Regions from separate parts of the Zea mays genome. Here region 1 is linked to region 2. Evidence: chromatin contacts called from public Hi-C data. All regions are on one chromosome and are shown on one strand. Each heading gives the region's core, a stretch centred on a gene start, on an enhancer-like site or on the middle of the called end of the contact. The rest is flanking DNA. Distances are from core to core; before and after follow the strand shown.

Region 1 (2,999 bases), core at 189-2,688, 320 kb after region 2:
TTCTGAGCGAAGCCAAGGCCTTGGGCGAGCCGGTGATGTGTCCGCCATAAAAAGGGGGCCTCGGGCGAGACGGAAGTCTCTCGAGGTCGGCTGCCTTTGGCCGAGGTTAGGCTCGGGTGAAGCGTGATCGAGTCACTCGTGTGGACTGATCCCTGACTTAATCGTGCCCATCAGGCCTTTGCAGCTTTATGCTGATGGGGGTTACCAGCTGAGAATTAGGCGTCTTGAGGGTACCCCTAATTATGGTCCCCGACAATATTATCACACAACGATTATATAAAAGCGAGTAATATATATATATATTAACGTAGATTATCATCGACTTTAATATCTTATAAATCTTTTACCAACAACCAGTATAAAATTAACCTCGAGATCCAGAGCGCATTCTCCTTGTTGGGGCGAAGGCAAAGACGCCACCCTTCGCTCGAGGCCTTTGCTGCAGTCGCTGGTCTGACAGAGACAAAACGGGCAGGGACACCCTTCGCTCGATTCGGCTCCAGACGAAGGCCTGCGACGGCGTCATCCCACAGTGCGGCCTCGTCCAGCTCAGAGGCCCACGTGCGATCCGGCCCATTGTAACGGGCCCTGCGTGGCCGCCGCGTGTTACGGGCCTAATTTGTAAAGGCATCCCTGTAATTACAGTCTGTAACCCTACTTTATGGGAATATTCTGGGGATAACCTAGGTAGCTGAGGGCACATGCGTCCTTAGCACAAGGCGCTGGGCGCTCATGTACCTATAAATACCCCCGCACAGTGCCCGTGAGAGGCTAGATTAACAGAGCTATTGTCATCTAGCGCGTAACCCTGTTGTCGTAACTGTTCACCTTTGTTGGCCCCCCTTGCGAGTGAGAGCAAGTCCTAACATTTGGCTCTCTGCTTGCCGATGAGAAAGGTAAAAGCGACATCATGGATTAGGGCGCGCCAGCCGCGGCTGGCGCGTCCCATCCACGGTGTCACTTTTATGGTGAGACGGAGGCAAACAGGATGATCTCCTCGTGCCTTTTATGGTGGTACAGGGTAATCTGGTGAAGGAGACCGAGATGAGAGATCGGAGTTGACGCCGACAACAAGGAGGAAAACGCTCGTCATGGTTGCTTGTGCAGATATGTTTGGTTGCGTATGCATTTGTTAGGCAAAATATGGAGAAGAAAATTAGATATTGGACAAAACGGGAGTAGAGAAGAGACATGCCGCGATGTCATCGATGGCGGCCTGCCCGCCTCTCCAAATTTCCAAACTAATGATGTGGCTGTTGCCTGTTGGCCCATATGCCGTCACGCAGCCGTGAAATTAACACCCCCATGCTCCTGGGCTGCGCAAGCCCATACATAATTGGGCAGGCCCGAATCCCGTCGGCGAGGCCCAAGTCAACAATTCCCCCACCGACCAGCTTGTCCCCGTCCCACCTGCCCGGCGTGCCCGAACAGCGCCTCACCGCGCCGCACGCCTGCGTCGGTCGCCGACCCCAGTCACCGGTCCACGCCCGCCTCCCCCTTTCTCCTCCGCCCTTTCTTGTGACCGCCGCCGCGGGCCCTAGCCCGCCGTTCCCTCTCCGGCGCCCCGCTCCCGCACCCGCACCGGATCAGTCCGGGCCGCGTGGTCGCCCCCACCTACCGCCTCGGGTCCACTCGCTCGCGGTTGCGTGTCCCGCGGGGTGGCCCCTCGGGCCTCGGCAGCTCCGGTTTCGAATGGGGCTCTCGTCGGCCGCCACTGGCGACGGGGTGCAGCTCTGCGTGTTCGACCTCCAGAGGGGGCAACAGGAGGGCCAGGAGCTCGACAAGATCCTCTACTTCTACCCCGCCGACTGCCCCATCCTGCTCCAGCTCTCTGTCATCGGCCTCTGCGAGGGGATCGTCACTTTCACTAGGTTGCCTTCGCTCTCACTCATTTTTATTGTGCAGTTGGTCGCAATTTGAAGGTCTTGATCTGCTCGTGCTCCTCGCCAACAACAGCAGCAGCATCTTCTGCGTTTAGGAAAAGAATTGCACCCAGCTTTCTAGAGGGCTACAACAGCATCTAAGCTTATAGCATCACTTCAGTATTTCAAATCCGTAGATTGCTCGAGTATGCAAGTTTGGGTGAATCGATTTTGTTGCATGTGATCCAGCTTAGGTTTTTTCAAGCAAGAACAATTCTGGACTTGATTAGTTTTTTTGGCAGCGGGCCAATGGCGTTGGTTCCTAAGTTCACCTGTATGACAGTGGCAGATCTAGAAACATCTAGCCTTTTAATAGTAATAACATTTGTAATTTTGTATAGTGGTTTATTTTCACATAGTGTTCACAGTTCACATATTCATGTAGATCTCTAGACAACTGCAAATACTAATGGATGATTACTCAGACTGACATGGGGGTTAACATCAGTAATTGGGGCCCTTCATAAGCAACATCTCTTTTGTGGTCACATTATGACTTCCGTTTGCTCTTTGATAGTGTATTCTCCCCAAATTGCCATCCAAGTATTTCCTGACTCTATACTTTTGATAATTCATTTATTGCCTAATATTGCTGGGTTCCACATCTTATTTCTCAATGTTAGTTATATGCAGAATATTTTCCCCAGAAGAGGATTGCGAGGTTATAGAATCAGAGAAACACTCCCATGTTTTTTACCAAGCCGAAACGGATATTTGGATGGTTCTGGTAATGGCTTTTCACTACTTCAATAACTTAAGAAGTAAAAAGGGCAAAGATAGCCCTGGTATCATACACCCCACACACCTAGCCCTTACAATATAGTCTTCTTGAAGTACTATGTCACTACTTAATACTATGTCAATTTATCTCCGGATAGCACTGAAACTTTGGTTCAGAAGTTCTACATGTATTTAATTTGTGTTGATTAGTTCTAGTTCACTGTTAATGTATGATGTTTTATTGCCAGCTTGTCAACGAGTATGCTTTTTGATAGCATTGCTCTTATTATCTCCATGTATAAATTGTTTACCTGATAGTTGATAGAGAGAACACTACTCCCTGTATATTGCATTGTC
Region 2 (3,336 bases), core at 102-2,601:
ATGTTCTATTGCTAGCAGAAGTAATTCACCATGTTTTCGTTTCTGCTTACAACATGCTCCCTTCGACTTCAAATGCAGTTAATTTTGAGTTGTCTAAAGTCAAACTAACCTAAGTCAGATAAGTTTTTTAGAAACAACGTTATTAAATGAGTACTATTAAAAACACTGCTACCCTATGAAATCTAATTTTTAGAAGGAATATGAAATCTATTTTTATAGTTTACCTATTTGAGGTCGTAGATGTTAATACTTATTTTGTAATTGTTAATTTAGTTAAACTTATGGTTGTTTGGTTTAGAGAAAACCTAAATCTATTAGGTTTCAGGACAGAGGGATTACAATTCAGCCTATTCTTCACTTCCCCCAACAGATTCGCAAACATTCTTCACTTTCCCCAACAGATTCGTAATCATATATGGCCCTGATAGGGATGGAACGGATAAATATCAACCTTTTTTCTTTTTTCTTTGATTGCGAATAAATAGTATATAAAATCTGCTATGCAAAATGGTATTATCGTTTTTTAGCTATGAGCTTGTAAAGATTCATAAAATTTAAACCTCAAATTTATATCTTCTCAAATGAAAGATATAAAATTCCGATACAAATTCAGATATTTTTTCACCTTTTCGGTTGTGAGGAGCAAATAATACATAAAACAATTTATACAAAATTTTATTCTTATCTGTAATAATATGCTTGATAACATAAAAAAAGATTAACATAAAATTCCATACCTATCTATTTTAAAATATTAAATTTGTCTAACAATTCGGATACCCACTTTCATCCTTGCCCCTGAGATCTAAAAAGCACAAATCTAAACCAACATTGCAATAGTGACCATGGCACAGTTAACCGCTACGCAATCACCTACAGAAAATAAACTAAAGAAGATAGAGCCAGATTTAGTAAACAGGGCAAGAAAACCCATGCTCATGTGACGGATCAAGGAGGCGCGCGCCCACCGAGATGACGAGGATGGCGCGGAGGCCGCTGCCCCGCCTGGTCCACTCAAGCAGGTCCCGCGCGGAGTTCCGGGACGCCCCCCTCAGGCGCGGCGCGGCGTCGCAGGACGCCGCCCGGAGCCGCCGGAGCAGAGGCTCGTCCGGGTACCAGACGCCGTCGACGAAGCTGCGGAGGACGCCGGCGAGCGTGTCCTCCTCGCCGACGTCGACCTCGCGGGCGCCGGAGGGGGCCTCGCCGTTGGTGGCGGGCCTGGCAGAGGCGTCGGCGGGGGCGGGCCCGTCGACATCCATTGGCGGCAAGATGTGGGGACCGGGGAGGAGTCAATGCAACTGGGCACTGGCGTGGCGTACTGCCGTACTGGCGTCGCCGAGGGGAACAGGAACGGATGGGGATATGCGCTGTGCTGGATTTAACGAGGGGTTCGGGGACACGTGGCGGCTGGAGTAGCGCGATCATCGCCACGTAGGTGAGGGATGTATCCCGTGGGCCGACCTCCGCGAGCACCACGAATTCACTCTCCATCGACCATTCGAGCCTTGGAGTACTATTGGGTGTTGGGTACTTGGGTGTCCAGGGCCAGTTACCGGAACTAATTACTAGTTACCGGAACTAATTACTGCTAAAATAAGAAAGCTAATAAGTTAACGAATTTTTAACTAAATATCTAACTAGTTGTTTATCTGACTAATTAGTTAAATTCAGCTGAGTTTCTATCAATAGCAACTACTTCTTCACGTATCCTGTTAGTCGTCGTTTTGGACAAATTTTAAGTTAAATTTATAAAATTTTGACTATAAATAACCATTTTATTATGTAGTTTTGAAATATAATGTTTATATGCACCGATTTATCTTAACATGTACTTTTATAAAAACATCAATGTATTAAAAGTTTATTTGTATTTAAAAAAATATTGGTCAAAATTATATTTTAGAGACTCTGTCGCTGTTCTAAATAATAACTAATAGTACATCGAAGGGTGTAGCTCTATCTATCATCTAGAGTCATTGCTACACTCTCACTTGGATCAGGCTAAGTAGAATTATTTGGCAGAAACTACGTGTCCCGAAGTATGTGGTAGTGAACATCTTTGAATTTGGTGACGGCGACGTTGTAGCTCTCAAGTATCGACTCAAGCAATACTGGCATCTTCCAATTCGCCCATTTGTCAACTCAAATCAGAGATTGATAGGACCCTAAATGCATGGGTGTTTTGAGGGTTTTGTTATTGAAAGAGAAATAGCTTCCACTTTTTCTAATTGATTTTGGTGGTTGAATTGTCCAACACAAATAATTGAACTAACTAGTTTGCTCTAAGTTATGAGTTCTACAGGTGCCAAAGGTCCACAACAAACCAATAAAAAGACCGAAAAAGGATTTAAATATAGAAAGCTAAAGTCAGCCGAAGTGTGCCCTGGTCTGGCGCACTGGACTGTCCGGTGTGCCACCGGACAGTGTTTGGTGCACCAGGAATTTCAACTCCGAACTGCTCACCTTCGGGAATTCTGGAGGCCACTCCGCTATAATTCACCGGACTGTCCGGTGGCGCACCGGACTGTCCGGTGTGCCAGCGGAGCAACGGCTACTTCGCGCCAACGGTCGTCTGCAGAGAGCATTAAATGCGCTATAGTGCGCGCCAGAGTCAGAGCAGAGCCAGATGGCGCACCGGACACTGAACAGTGCTTGTCCGGTGCACCACCGGACTGTCCGGTGGCCCAGAAGACAGAAGCTCCAACGGTCGAAATCCAATGGTTTGGTGACGTGGCAGGCGCACCGGACAGTATCCGGTGGCGCACCAGACTGTCCGGTGCGCCATGCGACAGCAGCCTTCACCAAACGGCTAGTTTGGTGGTTGGGGCTACAAATACCCCCAACCACCCCCCATTCATGGCATCCAAGTTTTCTGACTTCCCACACCTTACAAGAGCTATAGCATTCAATACAAGATACACAAAAGAGATCAAATCCTCCCCCAAGTCCTTAGTTCATTCCAAATCAAATAGTGACTTGTGAGAGAGTGAATTGTGTTCATTTGAGCTCTTGCGTTTGGATTGCTTCTTTTTCTCATTCCTTCTTGTGATCAACTCAATTGTAACCGAGGCAAAAGACACCAATTGTGTGGTGGTCCTTGCGGGGACTTTGTGTCCCGTTTGATTGAGAAGAGAAGCTCACTCGGTCTAAGTGACCGTTTGAGAGAGGGAAAGGGTTGAAAGAGACCCGGTCTTTGTGACCACCTCAACGGGGAGTAGGTTTGCAAGAACCGAACCTCGGTAAAACAAATCCTTGTGTCACACTCTTTATTTGCTTGCGATTTGTTTTTCACCCTCTCTCTCGGACTCTAACCCGGCTTGTAGTTGTACTTAAGTT

Evidence for each region. Hi-C and Micro-C count contacts between places; a contact is called where the count stands out from the background.
Region 1: a contact with region 2 is called in a Hi-C map of ear, with 1.7 times the contacts expected there. The contact joins the promoter of LOC100280223 here to the promoter of LOC100275140 in region 2.

Annotation. Positions count from the first base shown.
Region 1 is chr4:83,185,662-83,188,660 of Zm-B73-REFERENCE-NAM-5.0, forward strand. LOC100280223 reads left to right here and starts at 1,439. Exons shown (of 10, transcript NM_001153153.1): 1 at 1,439-1,871; 2 at 2,556-2,649. The coding sequence starts at 1,693.
Region 2 is chr4:82,868,705-82,872,040 of Zm-B73-REFERENCE-NAM-5.0, forward strand. LOC100275140 reads right to left here and starts at 1,352. Exons shown (of 3, transcript NM_001150506.2): 1 at 969-1,352. The coding sequence starts at 1,259.